Linked DNA regions of Mus musculus: all the other regions are linked to region 4. The links are chromatin contacts, called in public HiChIP or PLAC-seq and capture Hi-C maps. All regions are on one chromosome and are shown on one strand. Each heading gives the region's core, a stretch centred on a gene start, on an enhancer-like site or on the middle of the called end of the contact. The rest is flanking DNA. Distances are from core to core; before and after follow the strand shown. Region 1 holds the start of Dctn2 (dynactin 2). Region 2 holds the start of Nxph4 (neurexophilin 4). Region 3 holds the start of Gli1 (GLI-Kruppel family member GLI1). Region 4 holds the start of Apon (apolipoprotein N).

Region 1 (3,518 bases), core at 894-3,393, 990 kb after region 4:
TGTTACCTATACGTATGCTAACTCCTATACTTCCTGTACACAGTCTAACAGTCATGTAAAAGGGCTCCTTTAGGGCATCTCTTCCTCTGCAATAAATTCCTGGTTAAAGTGTGTGCCCCGCCCCCGACTCCTTAGAGCACACAGAGCAGGCTTAATATATTACTATCGTCTTTTCTCGGCTGATTACAGTATTTATGTTATTCCCCAAAATGATCTTGGTCTGACCACGCGTGTGGTTTTCTGACATTTCCAAGTCATTTGCTTCCACCTTCCCTAATGGCTGCTACAGTTCAAATTCAAGTTCTTGCTAAATACTAATGAGAACTTAATTTAATGAGTGAAATATCTTATAAAATAAAAAAGGTCGGACTGGAGAGATGGCTCAGCAGTTAAGAGCATCTGGCTGCTCTTTCAGAGGTCCTGAGTTTAATTCCCAGCAACCACATGGTGGCTCACAACCATCTGAAATAGAATCTGATGCTCTCTTCTAGTGTGTCTGAAGACAGCTACAGTGTACTCATATAAACAAAATAAATCTTTAAAAAAAAATGTCTACTCCAACCTTAAACGATTTACTATGTTCAAGCTTTATAATTCAATGCACAGATTAGACCCTGGGGCCTAACTAATCACTAGTCCAGAATGTAACTGCTTTGAGATATCTCAATTGTATTTAATAAGACTTGGGTTTTACAGGTCTTGTTAGTTGTAATCTCACTGGCTCGACTCTCCTTTCTGGCATTGTTCATTGGTGGCTGCCAGCTGCTGGGCAAGGCCTTTGAAAGCCCTGAGACCTCCACACCACCCAGGCTGGGGTTGGCATACCCACTTATTGTTGTGGCTTGCCAGAGAAGGAAAAGGACCTGCATCTGGGGAGAAAGGTCAGAGTCCAGAGGGATCCTGAGGTAGCACACAGTCTTACCGCATCAAACTCTGCTTGATCATCCTCAGGTAGGTCGCTGGTTTCATAAACGTCTGGCTCATTCCTGGCCTGCAGGGAGAAGCGGTGACCACCCAGACTCATTACCCAGCATTCATCCCTTATCCCATTTCCTTTGAACAAGGCATTGCAAAACCTGACTGTCATTCAAGGATTCCGCCCTCCACCTCCCCTGTCAACTCTATGTCCGTTTCATCCAGTGGGATGACCACAGGTACAAACTGGGATCTGGGATAAAACGTCCATAGTGAAAGAAAGATGCTACCCTGAACATGGCTGAGAGGCCAGTCCTTGGTAATTATCTTGTCCTAATCTGGTGAGGGTTTCTTGAGTTAGGCCCTGCACATCACTGTACAAGGGTTGAGAGTGACTCAGGACCTTAGTTCTCAAGGTCCGGTGTGCCAACCCCCCGCCCCCAACCCTGAGAATGCAGAGAGGACAGCATCAACGGAGGGTACATGCCGGCTTGTGCATGAGGAGCAAGCACACAGGTGCTCGCAATGCACAGAGCTCCCCACTGGCACAAGGTTTCTGCAACAGTAACCTCTTCCCTGGCAAGATGAAGGCCACCAAGTGGCCTGGTGAGTTCGGCTGGAGTCAGGGTGCGGGGGCGGGCAATCGGGAAATTTGGGGCGACAAGGGCACTGTTGACATGGACGGTACAGACATTCGGGCTCAAGTGGTAAGCGCCCGGAGGCGATTTCTGGGCGGAGAAACCGGCTACTGCCAGAAAAAGGGCCCGACGCGGTCCAACGGCCCGGCCCAGTCGGGTCTGGAGTCCAGAAGGTGCTGCGGCCGTCGAAGGGCGAGCGGCGGGGACCCTTGGGGCTAGGGGGCTGCCAGCGGGAGGGGTCGCGGGCTGGCTTCTGTTGGGGGTCCTCGGGAGGTCGGGGGCGCGGTCTGGGGAGCCGGGCCCGGCCCTGTACTCACAATGCCGGGGAGATCGGCGTATTTAGGGTCCGCCATGGCGGCGGCGAGGCGGGGCTGGGGGACCGAGGCCTCGGAGGAGCCGGGGCTGGTGACCGAGTGGGGGAGAGGCTGGGTCCGGGTCCCCAGCAAAGGCGACGATAAGGGGAGCGGCGGAGGAGCAGGAAGTCTCGCGACAGGAGCAGGCCGGCAGGAGGCGGGGGACAGCAAAAGTCGCGAGGACAGCCGGCTACCACACCCCTGGACAGGCTGGGATTGGTGAGAGCGACAGGGAATGAGGTAATGGCGAGGAGACGCCGCCTAGCATTGTGGGATATGTAGTCCCGGTCTTCTGGGGCTTGGGCTGGAAGCGACAATAACAACGTTAGGGAGCTATTGCATACAGTTATCTCCTTTCGTTCTTAATAGTCTATGAAAGGAGTTTCATAATTCCTGCTTTAGAAAACCTAGAGATTGGTTACATGAAACCACACAGCTCGCCACGTTGTAAACAATAGCAAGATTTAGTAAACATTTAAAGAATAGAAAAATGAGGCCGTCTTTTCAGGTTAGGGCTTCTGGACAAAATAGAGGGACCCTAGTTAAATTTTAATTTCAGGAGCTGGAAAGATGTCCCAGGGGTTAAGAGCACAGTCCTCTTGTAGAGGACCTGGGTTCTATCCCCAGCATCCAGATAGTGGCTCACAGCCATTTATAATTCCAGTACCAGGTGCCCTCTTCTGGCCTCTGAGGGCACCAGACACACACGTGGTACACTGACATACATGCAGACAAAACACCCATACACATAAAATAAATAAATAATAACAATTTTTTATTGAAGTTAATTTCAGGTCAACAACTAACAATTGTTAGTATAAGCATGCTTCTTATATTTCTGATATGCATATAATAATCTGAAACCCAAGTTCGTCTGAGGGTGCTATTTCTTCTTCTTTTTTTCTTCAAAAGTCTGGACATCTTAAATGAAAAAGCGCTGGCTCACAGTCTGACTGAACTCTCCATGACGGTCATCAATTTCATTAATAGTTCCCCAGAAATTAGGAGGAAGGAATTTGACACAGGTCTCAAACTGTAGTTCAGGGTGGCTTGGAACTCACTTTTCAGTGCTGGGGATTGAACTCAGGACCTTACATATAGTAGCTTTGTGTCCAGTCAGCAACCAATCTTTCTGGAGGAGAGATACAGTATGGTTAATCCTCTTACTTTGCCACATCAATGCATGACAATAGAAACCCCAATTATTTAATTTAATTTGTTTCTTTGTGTGTGTGGTGTGTGTGCGCGCACACAGGAACGTGGAGATCAGAGGACAGCTGTTATGCATCTGCTTTCTCTCCCCACCATGGGGGTCCTGCAGATCAAACTCAGTCGTGTGGCAAGCCCCTTCACCTGCTGAGCCATCTCACTGACCCATTTTTAAAACAGAAGGAAAGGCTGGGTGTGGTGGCACATGCCTGGTCTAGTGAGTCCCAGAATCTCTATGTAGCTCCAGCTGTCTCAAAACAAGAACAGAAGAGGAGAAGGAGGAAGGGGGTTGGGGCTGGGATGGGAGGTGAGAGACAAATAGAAAACCTACTACGTGCTACTAGAGAAATAAAAAGGTACACTCAGGACAAAAGGAAGTCCTCAAGCCAGACACAGTGCTGTC
Region 2 (3,334 bases), core at 576-3,075, 720 kb after region 4:
AGATATTCTTAGATGGAAAGAGTCAGGGACAGAGGCAAAGACCCAGAGATAAGTACTGTGCACATGTGTGTATGTGTGCATGCACTTGTAATCTCTGAGAGAATTGGACGGCCTGAGATTAGCTAAAACGATGGTGATGGGGAGGGTCAGGTCTCCTACAGATAGATACTTTGGCCGTGGGCTTCTAGGCACCCAGGATGTGTGACCACCCTTTGCCTTCACCCAGAACTAAAGCAGCTCCTTTGCTTAGGGTCAGCCCTGGCCAGCCATTTGGCCTTGTCCCTGACACTTTGTCTCATCCTGCCTTTATTCGTTCAGCCCTGACTGCACCCCAAATCGCTGCTCCCTGGTTTTTGTCTCCTTGAGTGTCACCAAGTACACCCCTGTCCTTTCCCTGACCCTCTTTTCAGTGTCTGTCACTTCCTGTGTGTCTGTTATTTTCATATCCCTAGGCTTGTCTTTCAGATTGCCTGTGTGTGTGTGTGTGTGTGTGTGTGTGTGTGTGTGTGTGTGTCCCTGTGGGTATTTGCCTCTGTCAAGGCAAGAGGTACTTTGGGTACCTAGCTGTTTCTGTATATCACTGTATGCTACTGTGTGTATAAATCATGTGTGTCCGTCTCTGTGTGCTTATGTGCCTCTGTGTATGCTGGTCTGTATGTGAAGTGGCCTCACTGCTACAGTGTAGCAGGGTACTATTACAGTGGGGTAAGACTGGAGACACACCTTGGGATGTGTGTCTGTCTCTTCATCTCTTTGCATGGTCCTATCTCTTGCTGTCTAGGTGTTGGTCATACTACCTACTCAGCCTCAGACACAGCGCATAGCAACAGCTGACAGCTGAAGACTCCCTGGGTAGGGGAGAGAGAGAAAGACCAGTGGGAGGAGGAAACACGAAGAAACAGCCCTGAGGATGAGAACAGAGACCGTGCTGGAGCTGGGGACAGAGAGAGACAAGGACAGAGATAGACAGGGAAGGGGACGGGATGAGAAGAGCTGAGAGTGGAAGATGGGATTGTGGGAGAGAAAGCACAGGGCTCGTACCAAGAGGGGCAGAAGGCACTGAGGACTTCCTGCCTAGCACCAAACAAGGGTGCTCTGGATCAGGCCAGGGTCAACAGTGCGGATCAGGGGCTAACTTAAAAGAGCCGGTTTAGCCAAGGGGTCCGGGGGCCGCAGAGGTGCCGCGGGGCGGGGACAGGGCGGCGGGCGCCGTTTGTCAGCCCTATTGACAGACGTGATGGGGTTTCCGTCCGTGATCAATGATTCTCATCTCCAGGCCGAATGAGCCGCGGGGCGCCCATCCATCCCCGTCAGCGCCGCGCTCAGTGCTAGTCGCCCGAGGCCCCGCCCGCCCTCACCTCGGTCCCTGTCCGGATCACTGCCCTAGACCTACCTCTGCCAGGATTATAGAAACACCCCCCACCCATCCACCTCGGGCATCACAGGACAGGGTCCTGCTGCGTTCCCTAGCCTGTGTATGGGAACTCATGCTCCGCGACGACCCCTTCCCGCTCACAGTTCAGGGCCTAGAGTCCCACGCCCTATTGTAGCCCTCATCTGCCCCAAGACCTGGCGTCTTTGGGGTGCTGCTCCCCAAACCCCTTGCCCCTCTCCAGCTTCACACCTGAGCCAGGGGTGTGTCCAGGGTGTGTCACGGTGAAAGTCACCTTCCTTGCCCCCAGCTGGGCGGGAGGGGGCGCGCGGGGCGCGGCCGGGATTGGAGCACCGCGGAGCCCCGCCCCCCCACCCCGCCCGCCCGACTCAGACCCAACTTTCTCCCCCGCCCGCGCCCCGCCCCCAGCGCCTTGCTCCGCTCCGCGCTCAGTCCGCGGGCCGAGCCGCCCGCTCCCGCTGCTCGCGCCGCCGCCCTCTGCCCGGCGTCCCTCACCCTGAGCCCAGTCCTGCCGGACTCGGGACCCGCCCTGCCCGACCCGCTCGACCGCTCGGGAAGATGCGGCTGCTCCCGGAATGGCTCCTCTTGCTCTTTGGTCCTTGGCTCCTTAGGAAGGTAAGGGTGGCAGAGCCAAGGTGCGGGGTCCGGGACACGAAGAACACTGCATGCCAGGGGGCTCCGCGCGTCCGCCCCGCCCCCAGGACTAAGCGTCCCAACTTTGTGCGTCGTGGGGGACGTGGACAGACAGACTGCCCGCTTTAGGACTGGCATGCACCCAGCAAGTTGGCTGAGGGTTAGAAGAAGGTGCAGGGTGGAGGCCCGGCTCCAGTCGGATTCAGGCGCGACGGGGGGAGGGGACGAAGCGCGACCCGCGAGTGCGCCAGACAGAGAAGGAGTGCGAGACAGACAGACAAGCCAGCGGGTGTTAGCCTAGCCTTCTTTCCGCACCTACCTCGCTTGCCTCCCTCTGTCTGTCTGTCTGTCCTTCCACCTCTCACCCTCCACCTTCCCATTCCTCTTCTCCTTGTCACAATGCCAGGTAAGCTCTGCGATCCGAGCATACATTATCCAGGCACACGCGCTTACACGGACCCACACCAGCAGGGCTGAACTTGGCTACAATCTTCCATCCCATTTCCCGCGGAGACACCATCTCCCCTGCATAACCTCACAGACACACCCCCCTCTCACGCCTGGTGGTTGTTGTCTGGGAGGGGAGTCTCTCCTTACATCTCCTTCCTGCCCCCACCCTTCTCACTGTCTCTTTTCCTGGGGTTTCTGGGTGAAGACCCAAAGGCTAAAAGGGCCCAGAGCTCATCCTGCCCGACTCTTGCCTTGAGATCTTCAGCCCATATGGGCTCACAGTGCGGACATGGAGTGTATGGGTTAAAACCAGCCCTTGTATGCATGTGTCCAGGGAATCCAGGCACTGGGACCCAAGGTGAATGTCTATGTTGGCATGCCATGGTGGAGACATTGTCTTTGCATGGTTGATTGTGCCTGCTTCAAAGCACTGCCATCTATTTGTGCCCTGAAGTGTGACCCACAAGGGTAGTTTAGACTCTGCCCCCAACTTCCTTTCTCAACTATGACCTACCCAGTTTAAGGGCAACCAGTTGGCTCCACAAGCCCTCACTCTTGGACCTCAATCCCCAGTCTTTAAGAGAAACCAGTAATTCTCCTCCAAAACGCTTGGACCCCAGGCCTGGTGTGGTGTCCTCATAACTACAATAGGGTAGACACTGCCCCAGTGAGCCAGTTAGTAGAGCCCTTGGATTCTCCCAAGCCTATCTGCCTAGTGACCTTGAGAGAACGGAAACTGGGCAATAAATAAATAAATAAATAAATAAGAAAGAATGAACGAATGGATGGATGGATGGATGGATGGATGGAAAAAAAGAAAGAAAAGAAAATAGCCCCCTAGTGTGAAAAATGCTGCCT
Region 3 (3,620 bases), core at 820-3,319, 910 kb after region 4:
TGTCAGAAGACAGCTACAGTGTACTCATAAATAAAAATTACATATATATCTCAAAACAGGGTTTCTCTGTGAAGCCCTGGCTGTCCTGGAACTCACTCTGTAGACCAGACAGACTCAGAGATCTGCCTGCCTCTGCCTCCCGAGTGCTGGGGTTAAAGGCGTGCGCCAGACAGCCTGGAAATAAAACAGTTAATTTTAAGTGAATACAGGAGAAAGCAGTCTTGTGGTTTGTGCTTGTCACCGAAGCACTGGGGAGGCTGAGGCCTGGACAGCTGTGAGCCTGAGCTCAGCCTGGGCTCCTGAGTAAACTCTGGGTCAGCCTGGACTACTGAGTAACAGTCTGTCATCAAAACACAAAAGCATTTCCCTTTCCGCAGAACTCAAAAGGCTCCAAAACTGTCAGTCTGTGTAAGACAAGTCACATGACACGTGTAGAACTCTTTCTCTGTGGTTACTGGTCTGGCCTGGCTGTGGGTACCTTGTAAATTTCATGGATGTAACTTGTCAGTTATATGGAGTGTTGTCCCTTATCTGTTTCTACTGTGACTCCTTGCACTTGTTAGGTCTCATATGTGTCCCTGTCTTCATCTTAATTTTTTTTTTTTTTTTTTTTGGAGACAGGGTTTCTCTGTGTAGCCCTGGCTGTCCTGGAACTCACTCTGTAGACCAGGCTGGCCTCGAACTCAGAAATCCGCCTGCCTCTGCCTCCCGAGTGCTGGGATTAAAGGTGTATGCCACCACTGCTTGGCCCATCTTAATTTAAAAACAAAAAACAAACAAACAAAAAACACTTACTTTGCAGAGCCAAGAAGGTGGTTTAAAAACAGCGCTATGGCCTGAGAGATCTGTTTAAGGGAAGACTCTCTCTCCCCACCCCGCCATGCTTTTGAGTCTTTCTCAGGTGGGAAACTGAAATAGAGGCCCTCTCTCTGTGTCCAGTCACCATGGTAACACAGATTCAAAGAGACAGGGTACTCCCCTATCACGAACTACCCAAGGGGCTCGCAATCTTCCCTGGCGTGCCCTTCTGTTTCTTTGAGCTCACGCAGCTCCCTGGGCATCCGATTGGGCTTTGGGGACAGGAACCTGTCAAATTTCCTTAAGTTCGCCAGTGCAATCATTTCCACTCCGAGGGGTGCCATGTGCTAGGACGACCAGCAGAGGGCGCGAAAAGCCTTAAAGAGAGAGGTGTGGAGGTGGCAACTGCGTCCAGAATTTGGAGATGGAGAACGGAGTTTCTCCAGAGAGGTACTCTACACAGAGCACCACTGTCCTCAGTGATCTGTGAATGCACATTCTGCACTTAGAACTCTAGCCCGTGTTCTTCCTTCATGTTCCATAGGTCGCACCCCCTCCCCTCCTCTACATCAGTCAACCCAACTTCTTTCTCCCAAACCCCAACTCTCCAAATGCTCCACGTTCCATCCAAAGAGTGAGGCTGGCCTACAGACCACGACATGGGGAAAGCTCAGTTACGACCAATGAAGCCGAAGACCGAGGCTTCTGGTTTAACTTTCTGGGTGAGCTTTCCCCCCTCCCTCTCCCGCCGCGCAATATTTTCCTCAATGTTTTCCTGGCTCTGGTTCAGAGCCTCTTCGTGGACAGCCGATCCAGGGATCCGCGCCGGGATTTACTGTCCACCAAGAGCAGCGTGTTCGGGCGGGGGGGGGGGTAGTAGGCAGTATAGGGTCCCTCAAGGGAGGGGGAGGATCCTGGGGGTCCTGGGGGTGCCATAAGCCCGGCACCCCCTCTCTAGCTTCTATCCACCCAGCTCATCTTCTAGAACGGTCCGAAGGAAGGATATACGAGGGAAGTGAGCGGGAAGAGCCGTAGCGTGCGGGTGGCAACAGCGAGAAAAAGTTTTTGCAAAGGGGAAAAAAAAAGTTTGCGCTTCTCGCGGGTGGTCCCGGCTCGAGGCCCGGCGGGCTGGGCCGGCGGGAGGGCTGGGGGCCAGGTTGGGAGGGTGGGGTGGCACTGAAGCTGCGCTGCAGTGGCCCTGTGACCCCCCTCCCCGCCACACACCTCCCCCCCCCCCCAGCCCAGTTTCCAGCCCTGGACCACGCATCCCGAGCACCGCGCCCCGACGGAGGTGAGAGGGGGGCAGGCGGGAGACCACCTGGGAGCGATGGGGGAGGGGCTGAGGAGATGCTCTGACGCCTAGGGACTCACCCTATCCCAGAAGGAGACCTGGGGCTCAGAGGCAATATGGGGTTGGGAGAGTTTGGGGAGAGCAATTAGGAAGTTTGGGTGTTTTCTTGTTTTGCTTTAATTTGTGCCTTCTTTTCTCTGCATCCCCTTCTTTTTTTCTGACAATCTGTGTCTGTCCCAGGTCTCTTTGTCCGCGCCTCTCCCACATACTAGAAATCTCTCCCTTTCTTGAGGTTGGGATGAAGAAGCAGTTGGGACGGCCAGCTGGAGGTCTGCGTGGTAGAGGGAACTCCAGGTGCGTCTCTGAGCGCCGTTGGAAGACGTCAGTGTTTCTAAGACGGGACCCACCGCAAAAGAAGGGAGCGCTCAGTGGGGTGGGAGTAGCGGTGTGCCAGGCAACAGAACCCCTGAGGGCCGGGCTGGGATTGGACTCCTGACCTGTGGCTGTGACAGATGTGCACATGGGGTTTAGGGGCAAAGGAGTGGGTTTGGACTCGGGAGGAGGCTGGGTGGGTTTCCTAACATGCGGTGTAGGCCGTAGAAAATCCCTAGGAATTCTGGACTTCTGAGTTCCCAAAGACTGTGGGCAGGGCCCCCGAGGAAGAGGAAGAGCTGGGGAGACCTTGTTTTGACCCTCTGACCTCAGGACCACCGGGGCAGCTGAAGCCAGGCGCCGGGAGACCCCTACTGGGGCAGAGCGGGACCACTGGCTACTGCCAGCTTGTGTATCCCTGTTGGCCCCCCGCCCAAGCGGGATCTGGGGACCGAGGCCCCTCCTCTGGCTCAGACCACCCTGCCTGCCCTTGCTCCCCGCTCTGAATCCTCTTTCAGGCCCCATGACCCTGAAACAATCAACCCAGGACAGTTAGCTTTGGGAACAGCATCAAGGAAAGGAAACTCCGTAGAGGCCGAGGGTTTGGGGCATCCGGAGAACCAGGGACTTTATGGTATAGGTCTTTCCTTCCAGTACGGGGAGAAAAGATGGGCAGTTTTCTTCTGGGAAGAAAGTTCGTGAACGCGGGTGATTTACCCTAGGGGGGCGGGGTTCAGAAGGACCCCCCTCCATTATCTCTCTGGGCATCCCCGCCGGACAGACGTCTCCGACTCACTCTTGACGTCACTAGGGGGTTCCCGGGGGTCTATAGGGGTTAACCCTTAGGAAGCCGGCGGAGATACCCAGGAATCCAAGGTGTCCTCTCCGCGCACACCTTATTTACACAGGCACTTCTTTCTCTTAGTTTCTGGTTTCTTTTTTCCCACTCCACTATAGGGACCCCACTTTCCAATAGTGCCTCCCCCCCCCCCCCGGGCGCTACTGCCTGCTTTCAGGATGCGCTGAGAGAGGGAAGAATGTTCCACCCTTCACCCCCCCCCTCGCTTTTCTGGGCTCCCCAGGCGGGCGGGGAAGCTGAGCCGTCTGCAGCCAGAGCCTGCGGCGGCGACTTGGGTGGGCCGAGAAGGCACGGGGGCGG
Region 4 (3,470 bases), core at 233-2,732:
CAGGTGGAGGCAAAGGCAGGTGGATCTCTGAGTTCCAAGATAGACAGAGTTACCCAGGCAGACCCTGTCTCAAAAACAAAACAAAACAAAACAACAAACCTTCCTTTCCTTAATATCCCAAAACAATATGAATACAACCAAGGCCCAGAATTCAGCTGGGAAATTAAAAAGCATTAAGCAAGGAATTAAAAAGTATTAAAGAGGGAAATTGCAATACCCATAGCATTTAGAAACTGAAAGACTGAAGTCATATCAAGTGTCTTCACACATTAGGATCAAAGGAAGACAATGTATGAATTTGTAAAATGCAGCCAGCGTCTAGCTACACACCGTGGGCAGCTGCTGTGTGCACACCTACTAAAGGGCTATGAGAAAGTTCATTCCATGCCTAGGAGGCCGTGTCTATCCAAAATAGGTCTGAAAATATTCCCACACAAGGTTCACAAAAATACGCTTTAAAACGACTGCAAGCTGAGCAACGAGGTATACTCGATCTTCAACGGGAATCTTGGCGTCTTTAAGTTCTGGGCTACTCATCAGCCTCCTGGCTACTTCATTCATACTTTCCCAAGACTCCATGGTACAGTGCTGGGTGACATTGACTACAGAGGCCTTGAACTCTCTTACTAGGTCAATAGGAGGGAGCTTGTTCGCCGTCTCCAGCAGCACCTGGGCCATATCGTACAACACCCACCCGGGTTCATAGGTGCACGCCTCAGGCAGGGTAACTGAGCGCCGGACCCTCCTCATATCCCCAGGGGATGGCACCAGATGCCTCAGAATGACTTCATTGTTGCCGATCCCTTCCTCCTGGCTACTCTTTTGACTCTGGAGGACCAGGGTTTCCGCGCTGTCTTTTCCTCCCATTTCACTGATCCGAAGCTGCAGACTGTAGGCCTCGGCAGGGCAGCCAATGTTTTCCAGGACAACTCTCAGGGCTAAGAGGGACAAGAACTCAGACAGAGGAGCAGCGGGGAGCACCGTGTACAAGAGGTCCCGACAGGTAATGGGGGTTGGAGGAGGAATCTTGTTGGGGAGCACATTTGATGTGGGTTCAGTTCTTGTGACGGCTGGCAGGCTGCCATTCTGCGTCTTCCACGGAAAGGCGGTCACCGGGGACAGTAAGATACAGCCAAGAAGCAATGCAGCCTGGATCATGGTGGGTCCACAGGACAGCCCTGTTGTGAAGGAGCAGAGCTCAGGTGAGGAGGGCGCAAATATTCAACAGGAACAGGCACCAAGAATGGTCAGAGTTTGGTAGAGTCCTGGTCATTAGAGACTTCAGTTTCCCTGGACATAAGAGGGGGCCTCTTAGAGGCTGTTACCCTCACCTGTCTGGCAAGCAGCAGAGGAATGAAGTGGTTCTCTGTCTCACTCAGTAGGTCCCTAGTTGGAGCGGCTACCTTCCAGAGGTTAACTTCTTGTAGGTGATGACTGGAAACAAGTATTTACCACCTCTCTTTGGGTAGACTTTATCTGACCAGCTATTGCCCCATCCTGACAGGCAAGGCTCCTCCTTTGTGGCTAGGCGGTCCCTAGACCATAGTCCAGTCTCTGTAGCCTCTAGGCAGTGGAAAGTTTGTTCTCTTTTGAGACTGGGCCTTCTGTAGCCCTAGCTGGCTTGGAATTCAACTAGTTAGCCAAGGATGACCTTGGATTCTGATCCTTCTGCCACTATAACCCCAGTACGGGGATTTATGGGAATCTGCAACCAGGTGCAGTTGCCGTGGTACTGGGAATCAACTCCAAGGATTTATGCATGTTAGGCAAGCACATTACCAACTGGGCTACATTCCCAGTCCATGTGTCATGTTTACTTTAAAGATTTCCCAATCAAAAAATTTGAAAAATAGAACCTACAGCAAATCAAATCAAGTTATTACCAGAGCAGTCTTTTGAGTTTTTACCTTTATTGTTTTTTTTGTTTGTTTGGTAAGGTTTTTGTGGTTGTTGTTTCAAGACAGGCTTTCTCTTTGTAGCCCTGGCTGTCCTAGAACTCAATCTGTAGACCAGGCTGGCCTCAAACTCAGAGATATGCCTGTGTCTGCCTTTTAAGTGCTGGGATTCAAGGCGAATGCCCACAGAGGCCAGATGAGCTGGAGTTACAGCCAGTTGTAAGCCACCTGACATGGTTGCAAGGACTAAAAATTCTACTCCTTTGGAGAGAGTCTTACATGTTCTTAACCACTGAACCATCTCTCCAACCCCTATTTACTTTTTTGTTGAGATAGTCCTGGCTGCCCTGGAGCTAGGTAGACCAGGCTGGCCTTGAACACAAGGCCTCTGCCTCCAAGTGCTGAGATTAAAGGTATGAGCTACCATCACTCTTCTGGCTGCCTTCTAATTTTTTTGGACACTTTATAACCTAAGCTGGCCTAACTTCCTATATAGTCTAAGTATTCTTGCTTTAGTCTCCAGAGTGCTGGGATTATAGGCATGAGCCACCACCATACCTGTTTTGTTTCAAGACACAGTCTCAGACTCGTGGGTAAAAGGGATTTTTTTTGAGATTTTATCAAAGCCTCATGAGGAGCTGAACCAACAGGCATGTACCCTGTGGTCAGCAAGATGAAGCATCTTGTTACTTGTGGATAAGAGGAAGAAGAGGAAGAGGAGGAAGAAGAGGAAGAGGAGGAGGAGAAGGAAGAGGAGGAGGAAGACAACAAAAGTCTCTTTTTTTAAAAATTATATTTATTATCAAGCTGATTTTTTAAATTACATTTATTGGCCCACGCGTAGGGCTATATGACTCTTTCCTCTCCCTCATGGCAATTCTCTTGCCTCTGTCTCCCACACGATGGGATTAGCTCACACTACCAAGCTCAGTTCAGGACATGTCTTTTAATTTTACTCTTAAAAGTTCTTCCGAAGACACAACAGATGGCTGGCTGGCCGCTCTGAGATGAGCAACTGTTAATTGTACACATTTAATATGAAACACAAATCAGGGATGCTTGTCAGCTTGAGAGTGGTGCATCCCAGCTCTCCCTCAACTGTAGAAACGGGTTCAATCATGTGTCCTGGGATGAAAGAAAGAAAATGGGAGCAATCCAGTGCTTTGTGAGGACAGAATGAACAACCGTGCTGGGTTATAAAGCTCCCCGTCAGAAGCCAAGACGCAGTCCTTAGAGGAGGACAAGCCACCTTGAACCTTTCGCCACTCTTCATTTGCTACGAGACGGACCCAGAGACCGGCTGTGCACGCTGATGAACCTGGGGCAAGGACTGACCGCAAAGACTCCACCCAACACTGCTGCCTAAAATTCCTGGGCTGTCAATGTAGAGAAGATTGCTTCCAACGCAGGCAAAAGTAGCTTTTGTGCCTCCAACTCACATCGGTCAAACACATCTGGCTTTCAGTCATCCTCATCCTCAATCTGAAACCGTTTCTTCCTGTGGACTCTTGGCGTTCCCGACACTGCTGCCATGGGAATGACAGGTAAGAGACAGAAATGGAAAGCATCTAAGTA

The links. HiChIP or PLAC-seq counts read pairs in DNA pulled down with a chosen protein or histone mark. Capture Hi-C pulls out chosen DNA fragments and counts their contacts.
Region 1: a capture Hi-C map of embryonic stem cells shows a contact between it and region 4, with 2.8 times the contacts expected there. The contact joins the promoter of Dctn2 here to the promoter of Apon in region 4. A contact is called at or near these places in 3 of 39 promoter capture datasets (cranial neural crest, embryonic stem cells and pre-B cells), 2 of 115 datasets of contacts at active chromatin or transcription factors (embryonic forebrain and pancreatic cancer cells) and 2 of 9 other capture datasets (embryonic stem cells and liver).
Region 2: a contact with region 4 is called in an HNF4G HiChIP or PLAC-seq map of pancreatic cancer cells. The contact joins the promoter of Nxph4 here to the promoter of Apon in region 4. A contact is called at or near these places in 5 of 39 promoter capture datasets (the C10 cell line, the SN4741 cell line, cranial neural crest and 1 more), 1 of 115 datasets of contacts at active chromatin or transcription factors (pancreatic cancer cells) and 2 of 9 other capture datasets (embryonic stem cells and liver).
Region 3: a capture Hi-C map of embryonic stem cells shows a contact between it and region 4, with 2.5 times the contacts expected there. The contact joins the promoter of Gli1 here to the promoter of Apon in region 4. A contact is called at or near these places in 2 of 39 promoter capture datasets (cranial neural crest and embryonic stem cells), 1 of 115 datasets of contacts at active chromatin or transcription factors (thymic regulatory T cells) and 4 of 9 other capture datasets (adipose tissue, embryonic stem cells, liver and 1 more).

The regions. Positions count from the first base shown.
Region 1 is chr10:127,264,887-127,268,404 of GRCm38.p6, reverse strand. Dctn2 (dynactin 2) reads right to left here and starts at 2,143. Exons shown (of 14, transcript NM_027151.2): 1 at 1,871-2,143; 2 at 923-991. The coding sequence starts at 1,906. It overlaps Gm40800 (a long non-coding RNA gene), which reads right to left. Exons shown (of 2, transcript XR_872171.2): 2 at 2,661-3,038. It also overlaps a transcript of Kif5a not described here.
Region 2 is chr10:127,533,050-127,536,383 of GRCm38.p6, reverse strand. Nxph4 (neurexophilin 4) reads left to right here and starts at 1,825. Exons shown (of 2, transcript NM_183297.2): 1 at 1,825-2,008. The coding sequence starts at 1,952.
Region 3 is chr10:127,340,028-127,343,647 of GRCm38.p6, reverse strand. Gli1 (GLI-Kruppel family member GLI1) reads left to right here and starts at 2,069. Exons shown (of 13, transcript NM_010296.2): 1 at 2,069-2,089; 2 at 2,330-2,443.
Region 4 is chr10:128,252,143-128,255,612 of GRCm38.p6, reverse strand. Apon (apolipoprotein N) reads right to left here and starts at 1,482. Exons shown (of 2, transcript NM_133996.3): 1 at 1,332-1,482; 2 at 1-1,178. The coding sequence starts at 1,158. The coding sequence ends at 403. Timeless (timeless circadian clock 1) reads right to left here. Exons shown (of 29, transcript NM_001164081.1): 29 at 2,672-3,421. The coding sequence ends at 3,357.